Linked DNA regions of Rattus norvegicus: region 2 is linked to region 1. The links are chromatin contacts, called in public Hi-C maps. All regions are on one chromosome and are shown on one strand. The core of a region is the stretch at or near the end of the contact, and the rest is flanking DNA. Distances in the headings are between cores, read along the strand shown.

The links. A called contact is a pair of places that touch in the nucleus more often than the background predicts.
Region 2: a contact with region 1 is called in a Hi-C map of the A7r5 cell line, with 4 times the contacts expected there. The contact joins the enhancer-like site here to the promoter of Hmga2 in region 1. A contact is called at or near these places in 3 of 12 Hi-C or Micro-C datasets (the A7r5 cell line, the Rat2 cell line and Schwann cells).

The regions. Positions count from the first base shown.
Region 1 is chr7:57,877,078-57,884,641 of GRCr8, forward strand. Hmga2 (high mobility group AT-hook 2) reads right to left here and starts at 3,264. Exons shown (of 5, transcript NM_032070.2): 1 at 2,739-3,264; 2 at 1-85. The coding sequence starts at 2,849. LOC102547249 (a long non-coding RNA gene) reads left to right here and starts at 7,564. Exons shown (of 4, transcript XR_010053327.1): 1 at 7,564.
Region 2 is chr7:57,980,743-57,988,306 of GRCr8, forward strand. No RefSeq gene overlaps it. Among named protein-coding and RNA genes, the nearest start is that of Hmga2, 100 kb to the left of the region's middle. Within about 2 kb of position 3,044, at least 27 of the 93 cell types and tissues checked have an H3K27ac peak or open chromatin away from gene starts, as enhancers often do. A contact at or near this core is called in the A7r5 cell line, where this site is marked.

The DNA.
Region 1 (7,564 bases), core at 2,014-4,513:
TTTGAGCTGCTTTCGAGGGGCTCTTGTTCTTGCTGCCTTTGGGTCTTCCTCTGGGTCTCTTAGGAGAGGGCTCACAGGTTGGCTCCTGATTGTAAAGAGGAAAGACAAGCTGTTGTGGCTAAAGACCGGCTGAAAGAAATCCATCCTGACTCTGGCTGTGTCTTCTGCATATGCTGCTTAACCAACCTGCTGGAAGTCATTCGGTAAATGCATAGTTGGATGGTGGTGGTACAGCTTTGACCAAAGGGAAAAACATAGAGCCATAGTCTGAATCCCAGTGTTCAAGGAGGAAGCTATTTACCCTGTGAAAACTGGGTTGTATCTCCAAATCGGAATGACGGCAAACCCTGGGAGAGCCATTCTAGAAAAGCATATGATTTTAGAGCTACGAAGTAAAGTCTGCATGGCTATGATGCCCTTGGCAACTCACAGAAATAACAAACATTTTTATATGAGTACCACTACCCATTTCAAACAACAAAAACAATCGTGGATAGCTGGAAAGATAGACCAAAAAAAAAAAAAAAATGCATGGCCTGCAGTCACCTCTATGTGCCTGTGTTCCAGGTGGTTTAGGATTCAACCCACACATTCTGAGTGAAATGTTGGAGCGATTATCCAAACTCTTCAGCTCAGAATAATTCCACACCCCCTAAAAATTTCCAAATAATTATGGTAAATCTGAGGTGGGAGGTTTTGCTTGAATTATCTAGATAATTGCTTCAATTCTCCACTTCCTTTTGGAGAGACAGGCATGGTTTCCAGTCAAAATTCAAATATCTTTTTTTTTTTACAAAAATAAACATGTTGTCTTCAAAAACGTTTTTAAGAAAGAAACTCTTGGGCGGAGGAGGGGTGGACTGGGAAGAAAATCGGAGTAGTGGGGAGAAAAATCTAAGTATCTGGGAAAGAGAAATTGAAACAGCCACGAGGTCACCAGGTATATGAACGTTTTACTTTATTGGGTGCTAGGTTGAGTAGCCAATACTCAGTCAGCAGTTAAGAAAATGCGACGATAGATTCGCCGGGAACGCTGAGCGTCTCCCCGGTGAATCATCTGCTCTTGTTTCATTCAGACTGGGTGCTTAAATGAGCCTAATTACAACTCGTGAGCGTTCTCAATGGAAGTTCTCATTCTAGAGAGCGGGGGAGGGGGATAGCGGAGGGGGGTGCTTAGAAACTTCCATTGGATATTAGCGCCAGTGGGCACTTAGAGCAAACACATCGGAAACACATTTTTCTTTGTGAACTCGGCCTTAACTCAAAGGTAAAAACTCCCAGCCACCTCCGGATCCCATTGCGTTTTCCTTTAGACTTTGGGGGAGGGGGTACGATTAGTAGAATTCAGAAAACCTGGGTGGCTGGTGGGGAGCAAGGGGGTAGAGCGGAGACTTCCTGGGAGGTGTAAAACAGGATCCAAATGCACTGTAAAGTGTCGCTAAGGGCAGAGCGGGAAAACTCGGAGGCCTCTAGATTAGTTTGTTTCCTTTGATGTTTTCCAAAAGGTACACTCCTCATTTTCCTAAAACACACCAGCAAACATTCTTCGATTTCCCACCTAGCGCTTTGGGGGCAATTTGGGACTTTAGGATTATTTTCTAATCCGCTCGAGGGAGGCGATTTAAAGCAAAATTAGAAATGAGATTTTTTTTTTTTAAGGCCGGGAAGGGAGTTTAACTGTTCTCAATAGACGCGTCCCTAGGCTTGGAAATTACTACGGACGCCCCAACCCCCGCCCGCCCGCCCGCCCGCCCCCGGCCCTGAGCGCAACGCACAGCTCTGCAATAGCCGGCTGCACGCTTAATTAGTTGCATCCGCAGACAAAACCCTCCATTCCGCGGGGTCCTGGGTGCCCCTCGACCATCCCTTCCCAGCCCCCAGCCACTCGCCAAGGAGGACGCTAAAACTTAGGCTGCTCAGAGGCGCGGGATCAAGGAGCCAACGGGGGACCCGGCTCCTGGCGGGAAGCGACCCTAGCTACTGTGCACTCTCCTTCCAAAGCTCCCTGGGCGAAGCGCGTTTCCCGGGCCCGCGGGGGCCTGGGATCCCCCGGGCTCCCCTTCCCCGCCAGCCCGGAAGGCTTCAGCAGCTCGGCGGGCTTTTAAAGATCCCGAGGAGCAACCGGAGGGCAGTAGGCTCCGCACGCGTTCTTTGTCGGGAGGGCGCGAGCCTTGGGCCATGGAGTGTGGGGAGGGCACCGAGGAGACAGCCGAGGCGCACCAGCCTCCTGCGGAACGGCGGCCCCGAGAAGCTGGAGGAAGCCGCGGGACTCAGAGCCTCCGACTCGCCGCGTCCTGACCCTCCTGAACGCCCCAGTCGCCCGGTCGCCAAAAGCGGCTGACAAAGCGACGCTTTTAATCCGTGGGACCCCAGAGGCTCGTTGTCCCCCCAGCCACGCCGCGCCGCTCCAGGACTGCTCACAATAGCGAAAGTCCCGGTCCACGCCTCGCGCGACCCTACCTCCCGCCCGGTGGCTGCAGCGAGCCGCGGGACCCCCAGCTCCTGGAGCCTTGGGGCGCGGGGACAAGGGAAGACTGCGCGGGGACATGGGAAGACTGCTCTGCTCACTCGCCAGGGGGACTCAGTCTCCCGCCCACCTACACCCGGGTGGCGGGCGGGCTAGCTTGCGCCGCCGTGGCCGCTGCGCTCCCGCGCTCCGGTCGCCCGGCGTGTCGCGGGGCCCCGGGGCAGAGGCGTCGCGGGTGGGCTGAGTGGCCCCTCCGCGCCGGCGTACTGACTTGCGGCTGCTTCCTGGGTCGGCCGCGTCCTCGCTTCTGTGGCGCCGGGGTGGCAGGTTGTCCCTGGGCTGATGTGGACGGCTGCCCGGCGCCCTCACCGCGTGCGCTCATCCTGCCTCCCGCCGCCGCTACCGCTGCCTCCGCCGGTACCGCCGCTGCAGCCGCTCGGCCTCCGCTGCCTCGGATCCGCCCAACACCTTTCGGGAGACGGGATGGAGAGAGCTGGAGAGGGCAGGGGCGGCGAGAGCGGGCGAGCTGGCGCGCGCTGGGGGCTGCTGCTGCTTAGGCTGCCGCCGCTGCCACCACCAACACCGGACGTCCAGCAGCTGCCAAAAAGAGAGAGGGGAGGGAGGAAGAGTGGAGGAGGAGGAGAGGAGGAGGAAAGGAGGAGGAAAGGAGGAGGCGCTGCGGGCGGTGGGTGGCGGAGGTGGAGGTGGAGGTGGAGGTAGCGAGAGGAGGCGGGAAGCGAGGGAGAGGGAGAGTTGGAGGTGGAGAGGGTTCCTCTCTCCGCTACGGCTCGGGAGTTGTGGGTACTGGGACGCTCGGCAGCGGCTTGGAATGGGAAGAGACTTGGAGTGAATTGTGTCCCTTGAAATGTTAGGCGGGGAAAGAATTCCTCCTCCTCTCCCCCACCCCAGAGGGAGAGAGGGAGAGGGAGGGAGAGAAGAAAGGAGGGGGGAGGGAGACAGAGACACGGAGAGACACAGGGAGAGGGACAGAGACAGAAAAACACAGAGAGAAGACAGACGGGGAGACAGAGACAAAGAGACAGAACGAGACAGAAACAGAGACTGTGCGGTCAGAAAGCAAGGAGAGAGTGGGAAGGTTCTGCCGGGATCCAGTGGGGCACTCAGCTCTACTCCAGCAAGGAACAGAGCAGTGGGTGGCACCGCGCCTCCTCGGGTGGCGGGGTCAGGCGGCGGCGGCGGCCCTGCCGAGACGCAGAGGGACAAGCTGCTGGCCTCTGCGTTCTGCACCCGGAGCGCCCAGCCCGGGATGCAAGTTTTCTGAGTTACTGCCCCGGATCCAAGGGGGATGAGTGTGTGCGTGTGCTCGCGCGCGGGTGTGTGTGTATGTGTGTGAGTGTGTGTACGCGCGCTTGCACTTGCGGAGGAGGTGGCGGGAGTGGGGAGTGCCCACCTCTGATCGTGGGTGGATAAAGGGGAGGGGGCTGCAGGAGAAGCAAGGGGAGGGGGCAGGCCAGGCCAGGCGGACCGCCGAGCCGAGGCGCCTGGCCGCCGGCCAGAGGCAACGTTCGAAACACAACTGCCTGGGCAGCGGCGGAGGCGGCGGAGGCGCCCGGGTGCCACCCGGAGCCCTGGCTCACATGCTCCCGCCTGCAGTGGGGTTAAAGAGACAGGGCTTAGACTCGCCGCCGGAGGCCACCCCTGGGCGGTTGTCCTAGGAAGGAAAGAGAAAATGACCATCTCAGAGTTACCCTAGGAAGCTTGGCCTCTACCTGCGCTTCCACCGAGCCGTGCCCGAAGTTTCCAGAAGCATTCAGGGTCAATCGCCGCTGTCTAGTATTTCAGCCCCGGGGAATGGGTGGCCAAGGAGTCGGAGCGCCACCCCACCCCCCATCCCCGACTCTGCTCCACTGAGAAGAGCCCTCACCCCAGAGCGCACGGGCCGGCGCACAAACACAGCGTGCACGAAGATACACGCGCCCACGGGTGTGACCGCAGACATGCTTGCACGCAGATGCACGTGTGCGCGCACACACACTTCACTGGTAAACACGCACGAAAACTCCTGCCCATCCACACTTCCAGGCACACGATGGTGCCAGCAATTACATTCTCAATAAATGCACACATTTGCACACCGTACACAGGAACATCGAGCGTGCCAGCTTCTTCGTGGAGCTTTTTTCCCCTCCGGGACTGACTACTGGAGCAGACGCTGTGCACCCATGTTCGAACGCCTATAGAGTATAAAAAATATTACAGATTCCTTACCCCTCCTCCGCACCAATTGCCTAGCTCTTCCTGAAGTTTACCTTTATTTTAACCCTCTCCCTCAGAATTCCTTTCTGCCAAATCCTAATTTTATAGTCTGGGCTGTTTCTAAGTTATGCGAGCACCATCGTGACCACAGTCGGATTTTGAAAGTCGTAGAACGTTCTAAAATGTACCTCTTTTTCATCCTTGAATAACACAAAACTGAAAGGGGAAGAAAAGGAAAATCTTAGGGTCAGATTTTCACACATCACACCCAAAATTGTGTTGGACTGACTCCAAAATAAAAATGTTCACTCGGTGAAGAATTTTTTTTCTTACAAAGATATAGACCACCCTGGAATAAAAACGCCTTCTTTACAGCCCTAAACCCAGGATCTAGTCTCTGCTAGGTTCCGCTGTACTTGAGGCACGTATAAATGTCGGCTTGGGCGCGACCGTGCTGATTGGTCAACGTTGCCGTTTTAAATCCCTTTCCAGCTGCCCTCTGCAGAGTTGGGACACTTCACATTGAGTGCTCTGCAGGAACCCAGGGCTGGCGTTGAGTCTGGGAACGCTTAGCTCTGATGGAGAGGAAGAGCCCCCCATACCTCCAGATGGAGCCCAGCAACTGAATGACGAGGGAGGGGTCTAACAGGAACCCAAGGTTTTGTCAGGGCTTGGGTGAAAGATGGTATCTTCATCAAAGGGGCTGAAATTTCACCTTCTCACGAGTGCACTGACATTTCCTAGCCGAGGAGTTTGCACGTTTCCTCTGTGTGTGTGTGTGTGTGTGTGTGTGTGTGTGTGTGTGTGTGTGATTGCACTTACTTTTTGATGCGTGCATTTTACATACATGCATAATATAGGCTTCTGTTTTGATTTTTGTTTGGTTACGATTTGCCAGAAGGACAGGCAAAGTTTTAGGGGATGGATTTAAGCAACAGTCACCCAGGATTTCAGTCAGCTAATTTTATGCTGAGAATCACATTATCTCCCTGGATCTTTGTTTGTTTGTTTGTTTAAAGCACAAATGCTAGCAAGAGATTCCCACCCCGGGTGGGGTGAGATGGCACTGGCGAGCTTTGAACTGGTTGTTGTGTGGCTAGTGTGTGTGTGTGTGTGTGTGTGTGTGTGTGTGTGTGTGTGTGTGTTGGTTTTAGGTTTTGCTTTGGGTTTTTTGTTGTCATTGTTGTTGTTTTGCATTAACCTAGAATCTAAGAGAAGCGCATAAAAATTGGGACATCCAGTCAATTGTTTTCATTCCATTTCGTTCTCAGATGTGAGCCCTTTTGAGTTTATAGAGACAAGGATATAAACAAGTTTTTCCTTAGATTTTATCTAGTTAGCCTTATACATTGTTATTCTTTGATGCCTAATCCTTTCAAGTTACTGTATACTTCTTTTCTTTTAGGCAAAGCATAAAAGCTTGTTTTAAAATTATCAAGATTTTATTATTGAAGTGGTATCTTTATATGACAGTTTTTAAATTAAGCTCAATGGTTATATTTTTGTCTTGAGGAAACATTTTCTCATTCACATTTAAGTTTAATCCCCAAATTTAAGTTTCTCGATCGTTCGGTCCTCTCTATCCTCTCTGTAGCAATCATTCATTCCAGGTTGAGCTTTTCTACACTAAATCACTCCTTTTCTCCTTCACCTGCCATCAAACCGAGTATCAGCACACTAGGTGTATGTCAATAAGCCTTCTCCTGATCTGTGACACAGACTTTAGACTGAAGTTTAGCTCAGGCAAGGAAGTGCATTAGTGGTTGGTAAAATCCAACAAGAGGACTCAGAACACAGTTTTAAAAATAACTGAGATACTATAGAAAATTTGGGTCCAAGTGTTTCTCATTGAATTCTCTGCACAAGCATAAAATTGCTCTAAGATCTCCTACTCCATGCTTTACATGCTTTACAGACTGGGGTGCACCTGGGGAAGTGGTGGCACGTGCCTTTGATCCCAACACTCAGGAGGCAGGCACAGGCAGATCTTTTCCAGTTCAAGGCCAGCCTGGTCTACAGAGCAACCCTGTCTTGGGGGAAGGTGGGGAGAAAGAAGAAAAGAAAGAAAGAAAATTTGGGTGCTCAGAATTCACAATGTCTGCTATGGCATAACAGGCAAAATCGTTCTTATTTTACCCTTGACACAAAGGACATACTAAGTTTGCAGACAGTACTTGTTGATAGTGGGTCACAATGAGACACTTCTAAAGGCAACTGGATGGGAATGCTTTTTAGCCCTGTCTTGACAACCTGTGTGACATTTAGTCCTCTCGACTTTTCTCATGATTATATGAAAATTGCTTGTATAGTCCCCGAAGACAGACAGCGTGTCGGCCATTGCCTCATCCCTGTTTCTGTCTCACTCATGTTATCTAAATGTTATTTCCTTCATAGCAAACTTTTGGTGATCATTATTAATTCATTACTAAGACAAAGGTCATTTTAATACAGTTACAATGTTATAAAACATACCACACAGGATAAGAGAAGTACCCTGCAGCAAGACATCTTCATTCTTCTCAAAGGAAGATTCAGCTGTGATGAGGAGATCAGGGCTCTCAAGATTTACCCAACATGATGTTTACATTTTAACATATTCACATGTCAGAAATAGCTTGTAGGTTTCCTCTCAGAACTTCCGGAATTCATTATGGACACATCTTACTATATGGGATCACTCTAACCAGGTATTTTGGAAGTGACTCCGTATGGGGTGGCAAAAGTGTAGCCAATATTTACTAAACAATTTCATGCATATATAAACTAACTTAGTAATAGTACAATGTTTCTCTCTGTCTTTAGGGGCTCTCATTATAGTTGTGCTGAAAAACATTTCGAGTGTTTAAAATGAGCGCATTTGCATGGCTCAGACCCAGTTGT
Region 2 (7,564 bases), core at 1,794-4,293, 100 kb after region 1:
GAATGGGTGAATGGGAGTTACATTTTTTTTTTAATTTATTAAAGGATTTATTTTGTATGAATGAGTGAATGGGAGTTACTTTTTTTTTAAATTTATTAAAGGATTTATTTTGTGCGAATGGGTGGGTGTTTTGCCTGCATGTCTATTTGTGTGCTGGGCTTGTACAGTGCCCATGGAGTCCAGAAGAGGCCATCTGACCCCCTGGATCTGATTACAGAAGGTCGTTGGCCACCATGTGGGTGCCAGGAACCAAACCTGGGTCCTGGGAAGCACAGCAGGTGTGGCCGAGCCATCCCTCCAGCACTGGGGAAGACCTGCATTCTGAACGACACGGCTTTGGAAATATACTCACCTGGAATTTCTTGTGCTATTCTTTTGCAAAGGACAAACTAAATATTTTGCTTTCTAAGCTTTCTGTCATTTTGGCCGGCATGCTTTCTGTTCATTGTGTCTGTGTCTGCTGTGAGTTTTATAACTAGCGTTACCATGGCTGTGTCCCTTTTGGAGAAAAAAAAAAAGAGCATAGAGTGGGGAGAGAAGAGAAGCACCAGCGGAAAGGTTTCTGTGGCTTGCTTGCCTGATTTCTTTACTGCTCTTCTAGAATGTCTACATCCACAACTAAAATTAACAGGAGGTTGCAGCTAAAGACAGCAGAATAGTGCACGACGTGGTTTAACCCAGACGGTCACACATCTTCAAAGTGAGAAAATACACGGAGGAGGGAAACTCACGTTCTTTATTTCCCGAACTTCATCACCTGCTCTTGTTTGGTGTTCTCGAGTGCATCCTGGTCAATGGCAGTTCTGGGTTGATGAGCCTCTGAACTTACAAAGCTCCTGGTTTATTTAATCTCTGCTTTTCCGTTTTCACATAAACCAAAACAACCTTGGCACTTCTCTTTAGGATGGAGTCAAGCCATGAACTGTCCAGAAATGACTAATGTCCTCTGCCTTTGACATGGGGCGCTGTTCCCTGGGGGTTGGGGGGTGTTCAGTGGATTGCCCATACTGACCAGCTTTACAAAGGCACCGCTGGCTTGGCTTCAGATGCACTGGCCCCTTGAATAACAGCAAGTGGACCAGCCAGTGGTTACTAGGGTACCACGATGTACTCGCTGGCTTCTCTAGGATGGCTCTGAGATTCCCAGTAAGAACATTACATCGTTATGGTTTATTATTTTTCTTGGGAAAGAAGTAATCTAAATTGAAAATTAATTCATTGATGCATCAAATCTTGGCTCAAGCTATCTCTACTCAATTCATGGGAACCCTGAAGCAAATCCTTTTTTTTTTCCTTGAACAGTAGAAAAAGAGAACACAGATATTTGTGCTTATGTGTGTGTCCACCTGTGTGTGCATGTGTGTGGAAGGCAGAGGCTGAAGCCAGGCATCTTCTCTGGTCACTCCTCACCTTAGGCAGGTCTCTCACTTGAGTCTGATTCAGAATCAGGGGTGTCTTTTGCTGGCCTTTCCAGCCTGGTGTCTGTGTCTCATTTTTCTACTCTGTGTCTGTGTGTCCTGAGAAGCCGTATGCTCACTGGTCTAAAAAAGCAGGGAAGCCCCTGTTGGCCGGTGGAGGTGGGGAAAAGAGCAGCGAGAATGGGAGAGCTGTGGATAGAAAACAACAGGCCTCAGCTTCTTTCCCACTGGCTTACCCAAACCTATACAGCTTGAAACTCTCCTTACATCAGCTAAGGACCGTCACAGAGAGAGAGGGGTTTTTCTCTGTACTGATGGTTACAACTACCTTGGAGGATCTCGCTGCCTATGCATTTGTTTTTATGAAGTGTTTTTGTTTGTTTTGTTTTTGTTTTTGAACCTGTTTGCAAGTCTGATAGCGTTACTTCTCTCTCATGAGCTGTTCAGTCATTGGCCTTCATGCAAAGAATACAATCTAAGCAGGGATTGCCCAGTGTTGAGTGACAGCGGCTGCTGGCGAATCCCATCTGTTCTAGCTGCAAAAGCCCTACCCATTCAGTGATAGGGAAGGGAGGGTGTAGAATTCTCTGAGCAGTCATGCGCACCACTGCTCTTGCGCCGCTATGGCTTCGATTGTGATACTATACTTTCCGCTCCCATTCTCCTGAGCTTATTTTTTTTTCACTCAACAAATTCCCACAGCTCTTCACATTCACATCAAACAGGATTCCCTTTAATCTCATCTTCCCAGCCTCTCCCAGGCGCTCCTGTTCTGGAGCTGTCTGCACCTCTCACCATAGCTTAGCAGTTATTTTGAGTGTCTCTCTGTCCTGGAGGCAAGTATCACTGTGGCTTCATCTTCCAATTCCTGATACTTTAGAACAGCTCCTGGCACACAGTAAGTGCTTAACCGAAAGTTCTCAAATAATTAGTAAAACAAGAATTAGACCTTAGATGTAATGGAGAGTGACCTTCCCAGCCCACCCCCAGGAAAACGCCAGAGACAGAAGGCAAGACAATTCTGCAAAAATTCCCTGGTTACAATCTTTCTAAGTTTCTTCCCCCCAGTTTGTTTCTGCTCTTGCCAGAAGGGCATACTTAGTGTCTTTCATCCTCCATCTCGCTGAAATGTTCATAAAGCTTTTTTGGCTTTTTGGTTTAGCTTGGTTTGGTTTGATGTGTAAAGAAGGTCCCGGTGGCTGGCTGCAGTAGATGGACTTCAATGAAACCCCAAAGTCGTTCTGAAGAAGTCCTGCAGTAATCTAAAGATGGGAACCCTCACAGACCCAGCCAATCATCAAAAACTCAAGAAGGACAAAACCTATCGGTGCCTTTTGACCACAGAATGAAACGGTAAACCCACAGTGGCTGAGTGTCAGAGTGATGGTTTCTTCTGGCTTCTCTGTAGCTTGCACATCCATCTCAAGTTAATTCCAAAGGAGAAGGCAGATCTTGTCTGCAACTGAACATAACCCCTCTGGCCTTGATGTCTGGTGGTTCTGGAGCCCATCCCTGGGAAGCAGGCTAGATGAGAAGCAGAGTTACCTCTGGCTTCCACAAGTTGTAATGGCCTTCCAGATTGCCTCTGTGGTCAATGACTGTCCGGAGCTGGCCAGCCTCCAGCAAGCTTGTTTAGGCTACTTGACGAGTTGACATAAGCAATGACTCTTCCCAGTGCTGCCGGTGTCTGAACATTAACAAGCAGCAAGTGTCCGATGAAACTATTAAAGAGAACAGGCATTTTCTTCTTTGTTTTGGAAAGGAGCCCTCTAAACAAATCCATGGTCTAGAAGCCCTGGGAGCAAGGACTGGGGTGGTAGCAAAGGACAGAAGGAGGTGGGCTGAGGCATGGAAGAGATCTCCACACAGGGTCAGCGTAACTAGAAAAGAGTTGGGGGGTTCCCAGATCATCGCCCTTAAGGAAAGAAACTGCGAAGTGTGTGGTGAGATGAACTTTCGCACCATGTCAGCAATAGTGTACACTGATGGGCTGGAGAGATGGCTCAGTGGTTAAGAACACTGACTGCTCTTCAAGAGGTCCCGAGTTCAATGCCCAGCAGCCACACGGTGGCTCACAACCATCTGTAATGGAATCTGATGCCCTCTTCTGGTGTGTCTGAAGAGAGCTACAGTGCACTCACATACATAAAATAAATAAATCTATAAAAAAAAAATACTATACACTGAAATTCCAAGTGACTCAAGGGCAAAGGATACCCTTACTTTTGCTAACAGCAAAATAAACAACTTTATTTAGGAGCAAGAGTTTATTTAGGAGGTGGTGTCTTGTGATTTTGAGATAGATCCCTGGGATGGTATTTAGAAGAGGGTTCTCGGAACTGGAAGGGTTCCAGGTGTAGCACTCCACCGGTAACGGTCTCATTTGAAGAGTGCAGAGGGGGAGAAGGATATTACATGGGAGGCTGTACCTGCCCCCAAGAGGGAGCACTCTAAGCAGAAATGAAGAGGAGTGATTCATGTGTGAAAGAGAAGCATTCTCCCTTGTGCTTTTCCGCTTGCTCTTTGACAACCGATAACTTGGAATCCTAAACTGAGAGTCTGGGGGTGGTGGGGGTGGAAGTAAAGGCTTTATGTTCTGAGATCAGTCTCTTCAACATATTATTGGGGTAGAATTAGAAGATGAGGGCCCCAATAATATTTTTCATCATACAGAACAAAACACTTAATTGTTTTCCTTCTAGAAAGCTACCGAAATTAACTAGAAGAGTTGAGCTTCTCAGCATCTATGATTTTCTAAAGAATCACTGGTGGGACTGATCTACCAACTTCTGAGTTTGCAGGGCAATGCATTTTTAATCATTAATATGCGGTTTTTACAGAAAGCAAGAGATTCTTCAAGGTTCCATTGAATATGCTTATCTCCAGCCATTTAGAAAGCTTGGCCCGCCATCTGTTTGATTTATTCAGAGGTTGACCTGGAAGCACAGAATTTTAACTATGGTTTATTCCAGATTCCATGGAAATATTTTTAAAACAGGAGTGAGACACACACAAAACCATAACGTGATGTTCAGGTTGAAGGGGAAGAGATGTAAGACCTCTCTATTCTATCAACCCCCCTCCCCAACCCCCACCATCACTCAAGAAAAATCTAAGGAACGGATTGCAGAAAGCTCAATTAAATAGCAAGTCTACTGAAATTCCTGGTCAGAATTTCAAAACGAGAGAGAGAGAGAGAGAGAGAGAGAGAGAGAGAGAGAGAGAGAGAACATACATATTGATGTCAGTAATTACAACCAGGAATGACAATCCTGTTGGAAACATGGAGAGAAGAGAGTTGGTGTCTATTTTCCAGATCTTAACATGGAGGTGAACAAGTGTCAGTCATTTGTCTATATGTCTCCTGCACTCCTATCTTAGAAGCCAGTGGTCTAAACTACTAATCTAATTACCTAATGCCCATTTGGGAGCTAACTGCCTTCTACGTGAGTTACATGTGTGCCGCTCTACTGAGTGAAAAATAATAACGCCCAGCCCTTTGGATCCAGGGTCCTGGGCCATCTGAAAGTTGCTTCCTGTAACCAAGAGATTTTGCAAGACTTTGCCAACTATATTAAAGTTCTTGAGATGAGGCAAGGGTGGGGGCATTAGCCTGGATTATCCCAATGATTATCTTTAAATACACTGTCAAGAATTCACAAAAGACGGCTAGAGACAGAAGGAACAGCAAGCAAACCAGATGCGACAGTGTAGCCTCTGAAGAGCGAAGAAAGTATTATGAACCGGGACAAGCAAGCAGGGTTGCAAAACTCAGCAGGGCAAAGATACTGGCTTTGTTCCAGTGGGTAAAAGCCCCTGCTGGCCCCGGGGTACCAAATGAGACCATTGTGGACTCTCTGTTGTTTTCAAACAACCACGTTTGTTATAGCAAACATATAAAGCTAACACAATCATCTTTCCTTTAAATGGCTTGGCAAATTACTCATAAAATTGACAGTTTTTCTCATAAATATGTCTAGTACATATAGGAATTCTGGGTTTCCTAAGACTTTTGGGAATGTAGCAAATTAAGACATTCTTTTTAAACTAGTCATATCCTTTAGAAGGATATGTTTTGGCTTACTAATTTTTTTTGGCTCCACTAATTGTTGGCTTACAACTATACCATATGAAATAAACATTAAATAGAGTATCTATTTCAAATTAGTACATTTTTCAATTTAATCACTTGACTTTTAAATTTTTTATTACTTGGTGTTTAATTTTTTTCCTGTTTCCATTCACTGTTCACTCTAATAAAAACAGTTCTGCTTTGTTTTATTCTAAATGAGTTTGTTTCACCCTCTGAGAAATTTCATGAAGTAATGGTGTGTGTCCATAGACATTAAAAATGTTTGTTCTGTAGGTGGTTTTGAGTTTCTCTGGGACAATAGCATCCTTCTCATCTGGAAATGGCATATGACCATCAGCAGGTAATGAGGTGACTGGAGAAAACCATGGGAAGATGAGTCCAACGACATTCATTACCAAGCTGCTTCAAGGTGGGGACCTTCTCCCACCCCACTGGCATTTGGCTTTGACACTTTAGAGGAATGCTTCTCTTTCTTATGACACCACTGCCTGCTCCCAAGACAAGAGCAGAAGCAGGAAGTGTTAGACATGAAAGGACAGCTCCTACCCACCTGATAATATTAGGGAGAAAGGACCAGAGCATCCAAGTGTCAGCTCATTGGGTCACTCTCATTCAAACCACCACACGTGGGTACCATTGTTGTAGGTGAAGAGATGTAATTCTACACTGTCCTGTTAGAATTGGGTCACTGGATAAATCAGGACTCTTTGGAGAAGGCCAGCATTTACGCAGTGCTCTTTCTTGTAAATAAAGGGATCACTTTGATTGGCTAATACTCATACTATCTACAAAATATTCTAAATTTCAATTCCTTCCCTGATGAAAATTCTTTTCAGGATAAAGGTGGTTAATGTGACAGATCTAGGGTAATCAAAACAACCCTCTACAACCTAATGCTTCCTTTAAATGTCACCCCTTGTGATTCTGAAGTCTCTAACTGTACATCCCCCCCCCCAAATCCTCAAATATTGAACAATGATCTCCAACACAGAATTGTTCAGAGGTGGGGCCTTCAGAAGGTAGTTAGATCATGGGGCTTTTACTCCATGAATGTGTTCATTCATTTGTGGGGTTGTAACTTAGTGGGCTCCTGAGAGACTGTAGAACACTCAGGAACTGGAGCCTAATTGGAGAAAGTGGGGTTGGGTCTTGGGAAAGTTGTCTACTTTTTATCGCACCTGGCCCTTTCTTTTGCTCTTCCCCGACCTTCCCCACATCAATAAAATGAGTAGCTTCACTGTTCAGCCTCACCACGGACTTGAAAACAAGGGAGCCAAACAGCCACAGACTGAAAATTTAGAAATTCATCCAAAAACATACCTTTCCTTCTGTAAATTGCTTTGCCTAGGTATTTGCCATAACAATGGAAGGATAAGAGAACCCTAAAATAAGACATAGAGGTAACATAAGTCATCCACCTATAACATAATACCTAACTGTTAGGAGAGGCACAACCAAGGGAAAACAACATAATAAAAATCACATGTGCCTCCACATGTAAATACACGGACAGCGAGATACTGAAGACATAACAAAGTGATTATATGCCCGCACTTATTCATAATGAGTAAGTGGGGTTCAAGAGGCCGCGAGTCATTCCATACAAGATGTTTGGTGAAATGAAACAGGAGAGCAGGCATGGGTACAAGAACCAAGGGAAGCACTCTCTGGCTAAGCAGCAACATGCTGGACGGCTTTGTGTCCGAGAGTTAGAAGAAGGAAGTCTTCTGATTTCAGTATGGAAAAATGTCCATGAAAAAAATAAATTCCAAGTCTGGAAATACTCTTGCAAGTGAGCTAGTCCGCGTTTATAACCGTAATGTCAAAATAATTCTCAGTGTTATGACGTGGATTAGGAAGGCAACGAGATATCAAAGAAGAGTTCTATCTTTTGAGACCCGCAAGTCTTAGATCTCTCTGAGGATGCTTTTCTGTGACATCTATGGTTGCAGACAAATAGCTTTTACAGTCCGGTCAATTCAAGACTGAGTGGAGCATGGTAACTGCATCCCTTTCCAAAATGCAAATGAACCTTCCTGAGAAGGACCTTAAC